Regions from separate parts of the Mus musculus genome. Here region 2 is linked to region 1. The links are chromatin contacts, called in public HiChIP or PLAC-seq maps. All regions are on one chromosome and are shown on one strand. The core of a region is the stretch at or near the end of the contact, and the rest is flanking DNA. Distances in the headings are between cores, read along the strand shown.

The links. HiChIP or PLAC-seq counts read pairs in DNA pulled down with a chosen protein or histone mark.
Region 2: a contact with region 1 is called in an H3K4me3 HiChIP or PLAC-seq map of craniofacial prominence, with 6 times the contacts expected there. The contact joins the enhancer-like site here to the promoter of Bnc1 in region 1. A contact is called at or near these places in 12 of 39 promoter capture datasets (the C10 cell line, the HPC-7 cell line, cranial neural crest and 6 more), 7 of 484 Hi-C or Micro-C datasets (embryonic fibroblasts, embryonic stem cells, morula and 1 more), 5 of 115 datasets of contacts at active chromatin or transcription factors (cardiomyocytes, craniofacial prominence, embryonic stem cells and 2 more) and 2 of 9 other capture datasets (macrophages and pancreatic islet).

The regions. Positions count from the first base shown.
Region 1 is chr7:81,987,661-81,994,365 of GRCm38.p6, reverse strand. Bnc1 (basonuclin 1) reads left to right here and starts at 2,067. Exons shown (of 5, transcript NM_007562.2): 1 at 2,067-2,171. The coding sequence starts at 2,076.
Region 2 is chr7:82,108,059-82,114,640 of GRCm38.p6, reverse strand. No RefSeq gene overlaps it. Among named protein-coding and RNA genes, the nearest start is that of Gm32850, 8.7 kb to the left of the region's middle. Within about 2 kb of position 4,835, at least 41 of the 459 cell types and tissues checked have an H3K27ac peak or open chromatin away from gene starts, as enhancers often do. A contact at or near this core is called in craniofacial prominence, morula and second pharyngeal arch cranial neural crest, where this site is marked.

The DNA.
Region 1 (6,705 bases), core at 818-3,317:
ATCTGTCACTGGTGGAAGGCTTTACTAAATCATTTGCAATGAACACAAACTTTGAAAAACATTTAGAATATTTAAATGGACCATTTACTGGGATTTAGACATTTTGGTGCATGTATAACAAGGAAATATAAATGTTCTAAACTTCTACAAGAGTTAGTTAATTAATTTAGTTAATAAAAATAAGCTCTACATGTAGTAAGAGAGATTATTTTATTTAGCTTGCCAGCCTGAATTTAGAGGTGGTTTCAGGTCCACTTTTACAGATCAGAAAAGGGAGACCGAATTGGCTAGCTTCCTCCAGCAGTTTCCACTTGTTGAGAACAAGCCCAGGTCACTCTAACTCCTAAGCAAGTGTCCTGTCAGCTACAGCAACTCATTGCACAGAATCCACTAAGATGTGCAATGGCCAAGAAATTAGGACAAGGAAACACCTCTAGGCTTCAAAATGCAGTAAGCATGGAGGGAGGCAGAAACAAGTGAAGGGTGCAGAAATATGTGGAGTGGAGGCCTGGTGGGTCAGGGAAGGCTTCTGAGCCAGGGACACAATCCTCTCTGAAGAGAACACCTTGAAACAATAGCCACAAAAGAAAGGACCAGAAGAAAGGCCTAAAACGTTGGGTGGTGTGGTGGACTGTAGCTGTTTGGGAAAGAGCAAACAGAAGGTAACCAACCAGTTTAGCTTGGTCATTAATAAAACAAGGCTTCATAATGAAGTTTGCCATGTGGCAATATTAATGCGCATCTCCAGGTCAATGTTATCGCAATGGCTAGGCAACTTCATGCCTGCAAGGAAAAGTACCACCAGGTAGACCCAGAACAGGCACCTGGGGGAAATCCAGGTGTCCAGTTTCCGGACCCCGTGCAGCACAGATGCCCACACTTTTTTTTCTGTCATGTGTCCTGTTCTCACCTTTCCCCCCTCTGAAGCCTGTTGTCAGCACGTGGGGTAACTGGCATCCTGTCTTCTGTTTGCAACTCTTTCTTTGTCCCGGCATCTCTGATTTGTGCAGGACTGTGTTCCCTTTTCAAGGACGCCCACCAGCAGCGAAGCAGGTGCAACAAATTGGGGGAAAAAAAAAGAAAAAAAAAAAAAAAAAAAAGAAACAGGACCTGCCACTCCAAGTCTAGGCTCTCTTACTTCTAAAAAGGACAGACCCAAAAAGCCAAACACTTTGGCCTCTCTTCAGGTCTCAGGTCCCGCCCTGCCCAAGAGCTATATAGTAAAACCTGGTTCTGTTTCACACCAGCTGTGGACAATCTTCCCCTGTTCTTAGGGCCGAAGGATTCTTTTTCTTTGTCCTCAGGCCCCGGAAAGCAGGTTCTCCTGGCGAGCCCCTCCCCATCGGCTCCCAGGGGACGAAACTCTTGTTTGATTTATCACTTCATCTCCGTGTCTCCTTAGAACCTAGTTAAGTCTAATCCCGCTTTCCAACTCTGAGAGCGAAGTCACCTGTCCCAGGCAAGCGGTAACACCGGGACTTTAACACAGAGCACACAAGAGACCGGGGTGTTTGAGTTCCCAATCAAGCCTCCACGACCCGACCCAAGTCCCCACATCTGTGGAAATAAAAAGTTCCCGGTGGGGGCGGGGGCAGTGCAGCCTTCTGCCTGGTCCACACCGGGACCCGAGGCGCCTCCGGGGGAGGCGAGGGAGGCTGCATCAGCCCGAGAGAGCAGAGCCAGGGAACTTCAGAGAGCGTTTCGCCCTCGCCGGGGAGAGGCAAACACCGACACGTCTGTCTCCTTCTCAACAAGTGCCTTCAAGCCCGCCGGGGGCAGACACCTCCGCGCCCGCGGCCGCCGAGGTCTCCGCTGTGCGCGGGGGGCCGCGGCCTGGCCTCAACCGAGGCGACTCTGCGTGGCCTCCCCACACCCCCTCGAGCGTCGCCCGCAGCCCCCGGCGGCCGGAGTAGGGGCGCGGGGCGGGGCGAGCGGAGGGGCGGACCCCGGGGCGCGGGGCGGACGCGAGGGTGCACGAGGGGCGCAAGGGCCGGCGCGGTCACCCGGCGCCGCGGGGAGCCGCCCACTTCTCCTGCGCAGGGGGGGCGGGGGTGGCCCAGACGGCCAGAGCGTGGATGCGGCGGTCGCCGAGCCGGGGCGGACGCGGAGCGGCCCGGGCAGGGGACGCGCGCCGGGAAGGCCGGCTCCGCAGCGGCTGCAGGATGGCTGAGGTAAGCGGTCGCGCGGGCGACGGGCGCGGGGCCGCCCTACGAGGGCCACCTGCTCGTCGTCGGCGCCGTGTGTGCGTCCCGGGAGGCCGAACTGCAGTTCCTCGCAGCCTGTGCCCGGTCGCAGCGAGGTGACCCGTGAGCGGCGCCCCGTTTCTCTTACACCCCAGAGCCCCTGTCCAACCGCTGTTGGCGCAGGGACGTCCATCTGTCTGGTATTTCAAGCCGTGACCTTCGGTCATCCCGGGAGGAGAGTCGCGGAGACGCCCGAGGGGCGTGGAGGGGGCGCCGGTCCCCTGAGGGACAAATCCTTGCTTTTTTAAAAGGGAAGAGACAAAAGACCAAAAGCGCCGCAAACCGTCAGCTTAGTTAGACGTGTCTGAAGAGGACGGATGCTCGCAGTTGAACCGCGCTGAAGGAGTGCGTTGGTTTGCCGGCGTTCCGCCTGGCTTGTCGAGCGTGGGACAGTGAGGGGTGTTCGTGCCCTCCGGTCGCTCAGGGACTTGGAGGAGCGCATCCGGATGCTGATGGGGAAGCCAGAGGGCCAAGGTCCAGTCTCTTTGGAGATGGTTTACCTGAGAGTGACAGGAAGGGATCCTGGCAATGCAGAGGTGAGGTGCTTAGTGGCCCAGTGACTGTCCACCCCGCAGCGGGGTTCCAGCCGGGCGTACCCCAGCATCCGCTTCGGGTGTCCGCTGTCCACGGGCGCTGCTTCCCCAGGGGAGCCCCTTAACCCTACTGGCCTCACGACTTCGGATAAACTCCTGGGGATTTGTCAGCCAGATGTGACAAGATTGGAGAGGCAAGTGAGAGAGATCTGATATCAATCAGTACATAGCTCGGAGCCAAACTTTCTCAAATGCGGTGTAGAAACATGTTCTTCTCGTTTAAGGCATCTCTTTGTGGCTGTGGGGCTGCCACCAGCCTGAGTTTGACAGTTAAATGGAATGCCAACTAGCAGCCTTAATTGTATGAGTGAAGTTGTATGCAGTGCGGGGGGGGGGGGGAAGATCAGACACTCTGGGGTTCGGTAATGTCCCCTAGTTTTATGGCTAGGCTCACCGCAGACCTCTGAAGATGAGGGCATTTAAATCGGGCCAGACGCCTGGTCACAGCCAGGCCTCTGCTGTTAACACTTAAGGGGCTTGAAAGAGGCCCCACTGGTGTCCTGGGAATCCCTGTCAGAGTGTGTGTGTGAGAGAGAGAGAGAGAGAGAGAGAGAGAGAGAGAGAGAGAGAGAGAGAGAGAGAGAGAGAGAGAGAGAGAACCTGTTACTGCATGGAAACACAGAACAGATATATCAACAATAAGAAGTAAATTTTTCTTATTAAAGCAACAAGATTTTGGTGTGACAGTATAGGTGAACTGAAAAACAGCATTTTGGCAAATCTTTTTTGGCAGTCTGTTTTTACTTGCTCGTTGTCTTCACTGTGCTGTTAGATTTCATGGGATCTTTTCGAATTTAACAGAGGTTTAGTTTACAAATTGATGTTTGTGCGTTAAAACTTTTGTTAAGTAGTGAAACATGTAACTTTCTCATTCGCCCCTCCCCAAATTTGTTGATGCATATTATTATACCTTTCTTAAAATTGTATGCATCAAAGTGTAATTTTGCACATTACTTCAAGTGTTACAATTTGTGCTGTATTTTATTTTTCTTTTAAAATAGATACAGACAGCTGCCCTTCTTTCTCTGGAGAATTTTAATAACTGTTCTTTTTAGCATACTTTCAGATAGTTAAAAAATATGACTCATTATCTTATTTATTGTTGCAAGTTCACAAACTTCAGTTTTACAGAAACTGTAACTGTCTCCACTCAGGTGTTGACTGTGTTCTGTTGTAGCTGAATCCTCAGACACTTTGATGGACTCTTTTAAGGTGTGAGCTCCTCAGAGTTTGAGAACTCAGATTGTGTTCAGACAGCTGCATAACTTAATTTGTACTCTCATGTCCACCCATGCAGACTGGTAAGGATTCCCTGGAGCTCTGTCTGTCACAGAGAAAATGGTTACTAGTTTGAATAACCTGCCCATGAATATTTCCTAGGATACACACACACACACACACACCAGTGATCCAGTGATCTGTGCACCTGGGTTGGAATTCACATAAGAAATCTTAGCTCACATAAATCCATTGCCTTAGAAATATATGGTTTATACAGAGGATGATTTGGTTTTTATGACCTTTCCCCTAGAAGAAGTTAGACCTGTATCCCAGGCCCATACTCATATTTTATACCTCAGATCATCAGCTTGGAAAAGTGACCCTGCCCTGTGGTGAGAAAAAGCCATCTAGTTTTCCTCACACAACAAATAATTGTCTCTTAAGCACACACTTGTCACTTCGGGATGCCAAGAAATGTGAGGGAACGTTTTAAAACTTTGTTAGTAAAATGAAACTGCAGTACCAAGGGGCCAGAAATGTCTTTGAGCTTCTGTATATGGCTTTGGAAGTTATTTTGACGGTGGCCATTAAGAGGAGTTGCCCTGAAGGCTTGCAAGGTAAATTACTTGCAGGAGGAGTGTGCTTCACCCCAGGGTGGATTTTCTCCTCTACAGATGTCACTTAGAGTGAGGTAGTTACTTTTGTCAGACACAGTCTGGTTAGAAAGAAACTAGAAATGCCATTCCCCCAGGTTCTCCAATCTGATGATCTGACGTGGCTCTGGCTTTGCTAAGATCAAGGTTTAGGAAGTCATAGGCTCTTTTTGTCCTTTCCCTTATTGTATGTCAGTAAAGATCATGACTGCTTGTCTACTGTTGGTGACTTTTTTGTGGGATGTTCAAGATAACTGGGGGTGGCACAGAAGCAGCGTCAGGAAGTGCTGGGACCCTCCTCCCTTGTTAGTTGGTTTCTAGCAGAAACCCTTCTTTCTTATCTCATCATCCTTTGAAGTCTTTTCTCCCTCCTTCTGGAGTTTCCAAGATTGCAGTGTGGCACTCCCGCTCTCTATATCCACCCGTATGCCTCTTTTAGCCAAGGAAGCTGAGTCCAAACACAAAGCAGCCCTGTTTCTCCAGAGTCCAGTTTGGGGCCTCCTCAGCCATACATAGTTACTTGGAAAAAAAGCTCTCTCGGTTCCTGTCCACACACGGGCCGTTTATTATAAATCAACCTAACCAATTGTAAAAGGGCTCTAGCTTAGAGGCGATCCCCATTTCTCTCCACTAATGTAAAGGAAGGGAGAGGTTGGGAAAATAAGATGTAAAAGCTGGGCTGGAGCAGACCTGTGTAGAGCAGAATGCTTACCTTAGGGGAACTCTAATTTACACTTTTAACTGTTCTTCCCATTCATTATATTGATGCGGCTGTCCCTTCCTGCGGATTGTGTGAGCATTTCATGTACTGGAATGTGGGAAACGGTTTTCTGCTCTTTCCCAGCTTCTAGAGACGGCATTGTCCCTCCGTAGCCTTCCACCTGTTTCTGGAATTATTATGACATTCAAGCTTTCTTACCTCCCAACTGTAACATTTCAGGATGCACTATGCTGGGTCTTAAGGTGGGGGTGGAATGGCAGAAATAACTGAATTTGAGTTTATCTTGACAAAAAAGTTGTTTTTTAGTTCCCTTTGAATCCTTAAAATGGTTTTATTTAAATAATGTTCATTCACACTTGGCTTTTACATCATCATCAGTAATAAATTTGTGTGAAGTATTTAAACTACCTTAACTAAAATTTTGAAGTGTTTTTTAATTCCCACTTTCCATGGCTAATTGTATGTTACATATCACTGATGTCTATTTAGCCTTGTTATCTAAGGTTTATGAAGACTTCTGAGTTTGTCTACATGTAGGTTATAAGGAAAAAATATGCCCATATCATTTATATTGCTGTGTGTTTTAAAGCTTTTTTTAAAAAAAGGAAATATTCAGCTTAATTTCTAAGATGTTTGTATATTTCCTACAATTTTTCACATTTTCAGTTTTAAAAACTAATAATATGAAAAAAAGGGTGTAGATGTTAAATTGTTTTGGCATAGGATTTAGGCTTTGATTTATAAACATCAAAAGAATAAGTATTTTCCCCATTATCCTCTTTGAACTAAGCACCAAGGGAACTTTAAGAGGTGTCCTGTGTACCTTTTGCTCAGAGGTGGACTTAGTCCAACATCCGTCCCCTGAAGGGCATCTAGCTCCCTAACTCTCTCTTGCAGGCCCATCTCTGTGCCCTGTTGCTTCTGTATTCTCTCTTCAGCCCTAGCTTGCAGTGAGATATCACAGTCTGTCAGTTCTCTTTCAGTGTCATTTTTACATTGCAAATACTAACTACATCCTGAGGCGCCCGGTATCCCCCATTTCGATCATGGCTTTCACTCCTGATAGTGGTAAGCAGTGCCTTCCATTGTTCAGAGCCCTAGAAGACCCAACAGAGAGACTCTTGACTGTCCATCAGGGCTTCCCATCCCTCAACCCCACCTACGTTGCTTTTCAAGATTGGCTCTCACTGGCCAAACAGAAACCTATGTTTTGTGGGCCATGTTACTGCACTCAGCACACCAACCCAGGATATTGCTTGTACACAGAGAACATG
Region 2 (6,582 bases), core at 3,586-6,085, 120 kb before region 1:
CCTTGGTTTTCATACATGGGTCTGACCTCAGGCATTTTTCAATGTTAGATATTTCACCTTTTGCAAATAGTGGAATGCACTGAAATCCTTGACTATTTCTGAGGACCCAGAACCTTTCTATCTCTAAGTAGATTCTCAGAACTCAAGTCTGAGCACAGCCTTCTGTCCTTTATAAGACCCCCCCCCCCAAAAAAAAACTTGGATCCCACTGTGATAAAGGCCCAAAACTAGCCTTTAAAAACAAAAGGTTGGGCTGGAGAGATGGCTCAGCAGTTAAGAGCACTGACTGCTCTGCAGAAGGTCCTGAGTTCAAATCCCAGCAACCACATGGTGGCTCATAACCATCTGTAATGAGATCTGACGCCCTCATCTGGTGTGTCTGAAGACAGCTACATTGTCAGGGCTGGAGCGAGCAGAGGTCCTAAATTTGATTCCTAGCAACTACATGATGGCTCACAATCATCTGTGCAGCTACAGTGTACTCATATACATAAAATAAATAAATCTAAAAAATAAAAAATAAATAAAAGAAACAAAAGGCCAATAAAATTCATGCATATTCTCTGCTCCCTTCACATGTTGAATGAACCTGTGACCTCCAGGTTACCCCAGACCTTCCAGCATCTTTGAGGTTCTCACAAGCACTTACCTGAGGGGAGCATGACCTTTCTTCCTTTGTGGGGCACCTTGTCCCCAGCACAGCCTACACAGTGGCCCTCATGCACTCACTCTTTCGGAGATCCTTTGGGTAGCTTTAGATGTCTGCTCGTGTCATTTAGCTGGTTTCCCGAGGGCACCTCCACTTTATTCTCATGGTTTCAGTCCAAATTTGACCAATTCTTAGAATTTACCCAAGGTATCAAATTTATGTCTTTGAAGTGTTTTCCCCCCATTTTACTGTTTAAATTTTGATTTCTAGAACATGATACACTATAGCAAATTATAGCACATGAAGGGTTTGTCAAATTAACGAGACCTGCTCAGATACTTAGAAGAAAGAGGTGAAAGGAACCATCTGGCAGGAGGAGAGAATCAATTCATGCGAGTGGTCCTGTGACCTCCGCATGCCCACCACGGTTCCCCTGTAAATGAATGTAAAAAAACAGTCAAAATATAAACGCATTTCAGTGAAATGGGGGAGTGTACACAAAACACTTACCAACATAGCCAAGCTTGTTTGCAACTTTGTGATGCTCCCACCCCCCACCCCCGCCCCCTTTTTCTCCATTGTCTTCCTGGGACCCACACCCACCAAGGCTGAGATAATTGAAAAGGTTGCTGGTAATACAAGCCTCTTCCAGAAGAAGACAGGCACTCTTCAGGAAAATAAAATACGGGATCTGTGCCAGCTCCTGGGCTAGCTGTTTGTCTCAGATAACCCACCTGGAAGCCAGATGACCGCGGTGGCCTGTTCCTCCTCTAGCATACAGATCTGAAGCTCCCTGTATCTCCCTAGCAGTCAAGCTGGGTGAAGCCAAGAAGTCCACTCCAAAGGTTTACGCCCCGGACTGGCCATGCATGCCAAGGCCATGGCTAAAGGCTACTGTTTTAAGGAGATGGGGTTAAAGCAAGTATAACTTGGGGATTTTTTTTTCTTTTTGTAGACAGTATACAGACATGGAGGAGCTGCTGAAGAGACCAAGAAGCACAAATGTACAAGAAGTATGTAAAACGCTGACAGAGAGCTGGAGAGATTAACAGCACTGGCTGTACTTCCAGAAGACCCAGATTCAATTCCCAGCACCCACATGGCAGCCCACCACTGTCCGTAGCCCCAGTTCCAGGGACACACGCAGATAAAACACCAATGCACATAAACTAAAAATAAATCATTAAAAAAGAAAAAAGCTGAAGGAGAGACAAAGCCTCCTCCTCCAGGCTGAGGGTGAACCCCCCCGCCCCCCCCTTCTAGTTCAAACAGGTCAACTGCATTGCTCACACAGTTAAGGACTGATTGGAAGTAGTGTTCGTTTAAACAAGAAAACGAGATAGACTCACTTATACGGCAACCACAATAAGGGCTGCTAAAGAATAAGATGAAACCAAGCAAACAGAGAAACTAAACTTGTCCAAAAGTATAGGAAAATGAAAAGCCATTGAATGCATGGAGCTGGCTGTGTGGAGTTGAATGTGTAGAGCTGACCGCTTGCTGCCAACACAGCTGAGCTGAGAAAGCAGTAACCTGACTACAAGAAACTGCACAAAGGGAGCTGAGTGCTTGTCCTGAGCCTGGGGAATTTCTGTATTTGGTGTACAGGCACCTTTGGGAAGAGAAAAGGACAGATTACACCGTGCAGGAATGTGAGCAAGGACGGGGTTAACACATGACATAAATGTGCTCCAGGTTCCCCCGTTAGCCCACACAGCCAGGGGACTGGCCTTCTGTTACCTCTGCAGAAGGCAGGAGGAATCCTGGCTGGGAGTGGGATGGTGAAAGCCAGATGATGCTCGGAAGACAGCCCTCTTCACTCTTCACATTCCAGTCGGAGACTGAATAGCGGTACCCAAGCAAAACCACCAAATTCTTGGTTCCAGGTGACTTGATGTGTGATGACTTCAAAAGAGAGATGAGAGAATTTTTTTTTTCAGAATACTCGGGACTAAATGCGTTACAGTTTCTATAAAACTAAATAAATAAGAATTAGGCAATCATTTAAATGGTGTAATAGAAATAAAATCATAATACATGTTTTAGCGGCAAACAGTATCTGCATTAATCATAATGACAATCTAAATAATAATGAACAAACAAACTCTGGGCTATAACTCAGTGGAGAACATAGAGAGTAGTGTATGGTAGTTTATAATATGCAACAGAAAGTTCGTGGTGGTTTCTAACTTTTACCTTTTTAATTTTTAATTTTAATTTAATTTAATTTAATTTTTAATTTTTAATTTTAATTTTAAAGTCAAAAATAGTAATAGCACTGGTCACTTTTCTCATTGCTGTGACATAATGCCAGACAGAAGGCAGGAAGGGCCTGCTTTGGCCCACAGTATAAGAAGGGTCCAGCAGGATGTGGAAGGAGCTCCTGCCTGGAGGAACGAGCCAAGGCAGCTTCCCAGTGCTTACCAAGTCAGGAAGCATGGTGGGGTGGGGGTGTTGCAGCAATTTGAATGAGAAGTGTCTCCCACGGGCTTGAGTATTTGAACACGTGTCCCCCAGTTCCCGGTGCTGCTTGGGGAGGTTATAGAACCTTTAGGAGGTATATCCTTGCTGGAGGAAGTGTGTCACTGGGGCAGACTTTGAAAGTTTATATCCCTGGCCTACTTCTGATTCACTCTCTGCAAACCCTGAAAAACACTGTCTCTCAGCTCCCAGCTCTGGTCATGCATTTCTGTGTCTCCCTACCTTTATGGTCTGTCTGTCTTTCTGAAACCATAAGCCAAAATAGACTCTTTCTCCACAAATCATTTTTGGTCACCGTGTTTATTACAGCAGCAACAACAACAACAAAAAGTAACATGGTAGGGAAGCAAAAGGTTCCCAGGACCCATCAGGGATGTCTTTAGCGGAAATATGCAACTAAGGAGAGATACAACCTGCAGAGACCACCTCCAGTAGATAGGCACAGCCCCCAGTTGAGGAAAGGGACCACCCACCCATCTCAAAAGTTTTAACTCAGAAATATTACTGTCTAAAGGAAAGACAGGGACAAAAAAAATGAAAGAAAGAAAGGAAGGAAGGAAGGAAGGAAGGAAGGAAGGAAGGAAGGAAGGAAGGAAGGAAGAGAAAGAATGAAGGAAAGAAAAGCCAACCAGAGACTGTCCCACCTAGGCATCCATCCCATCTGCAGACACCAAACCCAGACACTATTGCTGATGCCAAGAAGTGCTTGCTGACAGGAGCCTGATATGGTTGTTCCATGAGAGGCTCTGCCAGCACCTGACCAATACAGATACTCACAGCCAACCATTGAACTGAGCCTGGGACCCCAGTGGAAGAGCTAGGGGAAGAACTGAATGAAGGAGCTGAAGAGGATTGCAACCCCATAGGAAGAACAATATCAACTAACCTGACCACCCAGAGCTGTCAGAGACTAAACCACCAACCAAAGAGTACACATGGAGGGAGCCATGGCTCCAGATACATATGTAACAGAGGATGGCCTTATCTGACATCAATGGGAGGGGAGGCTCTTAGTCCTGTAGAGGCTTGATGCCCCAGGGTAGGGGAATGTTAGATCAGTGAGGCAGGAGTGGGTGAGTGGGTGGAGGAGCACCCTCACAGAGGCAGAGGGGAGGGGAGAGAGGGGAGGCAAGATGGGGGATTTGTGGAGGGGTAACCCGGGAAGCAGGATATCACTTGAAGTGTAAACGAATAAAATGATTAATTTTTTTTTAAGTAACAAAATACAACTCTAAAACCACAAGCCCTGCCTTCCGTACCTGTTTCCTCCAGTGTAACTCCTACTCTTAAATGTTCCACATCCTGCCAAAGAAGAGCCACCAGCTACGGACCAAGTGCCTCAGTCACATGAGCCAGCAGAGAACCTTCTACATTCAAACTACGACAGTAGTACGAACAGGCTGTTTAGAAGTGTTAAGAATCATAAGCATTTAGGCAGCCTGTCTCCTGCTCAGCGGAGATGGAGAGCAGGAACTGGCTCAGGAAAGTCAGGTTAAGGGACTACTTATTTCCCCGTAAGCCACAGAGAGTCATTTGACTTTGAAAATTATATACATAGAATGCTTCAGTAAGAATAAATTACATTTTGGAAAGGAATTTGTACGACATTCCTAAGAATTAAGTGTTTCATGCATGTGTGTGTGCATGCTCTAGACAGAGAGGGACTAGACCACGGCTTTGCTCCTGCTAATTGCCTGCAGATGTGTAAATGTCTTCAGGGTGAAAGGAAAGGATGGCAGAAACCACAGCATGTAACTGGCTGGAAGTGGCCCCGTCCTACCTTCCAAGTTAAAAGGGCACAGCTGGCAGGGACCATGGAGCCGAGATGCAGGAGTTTGCTATGCTGGTTTGAATCTCATATCCCTGAGCCAAGAGGCACCTGCCTTGGCAGCTAAATGCTGTGATCTTCAAGGGTAGAAAAGCCCACCACATGGGCTGGCGGCAGCTGGAAGGGAAGTCTATTATACAGAGAAAGCAGTGTTACCTGGACTGGAGCCTCTGGGAGCCAACCTGCACTGGGATAGGGCTGTCCCCTGAGGATAGGGCTGTCCCCTGAGGATAGGGCTGTCCCCTGAGGGTAGGACTGTCCCCTGAGGGTAGGGCTGTCCCCTGAGGGTAGGGCTGTCCCCTGAGGGTAGGGTGTCCCCTGAGGGTAGGGCTGTCCCCTGAGGGTAGGGTGTCCCCTGAGGGTAGGGCTGTCCCCTGAGGGTAGGGCTAACTCCTTGTTCTGTCATGCAGAGGACTTTGACTTCCTACATGAGCTTCTCTGGGGAGACTGCAGAAGAAACCATGAAACTAGTGGATACAACTGTGTGACAGAACTTTTATTTAAGGTTACATCACTTCTAGAAGAGTCACAAATTCATGCACAGAACAGAGTTGCCCCACATTTGCTGGTGTGGAGACTAGACAAGTTCCTGGGGGGTGTATCAATTAGTCTCTGCTCTCTGCTTTTTCTCACCGTTTAGTTTTAACCCATAGATGTTTATGGTAAAGTAGTTTTTTTCAAAGCGTGATGGTACCTGTGTTCCCACACTCAGGAGGCAGAGTCAGTAGGATAGAGCGTCGAATGCCAATCTGAACTAACACGTGGGATATGGAGGCTGCAGCTGGAGGACCGGAAGTTCAAAGTGATCCTCGGCTACCTTGTAAGTTCTAGGCCAGCCTGGGCTATATGAAACCTTGTATTAGAGTAAAACACCAAGACAAATAAGTGTAGTTTCCTTATAGATAACATAGTTGAGTCTTCCTTCTACTGAACTTAACTCTCTAACTTTTAAAAAAGTGTTTCTGTTATTTATGCACATGCATGCGTGCTTTGTGCGTGCTCCTGGTCAGAAGAGAATGTCAGTGCCTTTGGAACTGGAATACAGGTATTTGTGGGGTGTTCAGTGTAGGTGTCAGGATCTGAAGTCCACTCCCCGTGGGTGAGCACACACGCTCTTAATCTCTGGGCCCTCTCTTCAGCCAGAGTCTTTGATATCTTGGAAATTGAATTTCTTACAGCATTTACTGCTTGCTACTTGTTTTCTGTCTCTCCTGTCTACTCTTTGTTCTCTTTCTCTTCATTTCCTATATCCTTTTGTGTAACTTAGTCTCTTTAGAGGAAGCTTACAGTACACTCCTATTTCCCATGGCTCTGCTTTGTGTTATTGTCATAGTACTTTACGATTGGTCCCTTTCTTCTTTTGAGACAAGGTCTTGCTCTATAGCCCAGGCTGGTCTCAAACTCACAGTAATTTTCTTGCTCAGTCTCCAACACTGAAAGCACAGATGTGTACCAGCATGCCCAACTCACAGGTTTTATATGTATGTTATAAACCCCACAATACATCTTTATTACATTTCCCTTAATTGTACTTAAAAATATAACTTGAATAAAAAGATATATTTTATATTCACCCAACATTTATAGTTCCTAACCCTGTGTATCTGTGTGTGAGTGTGTATGT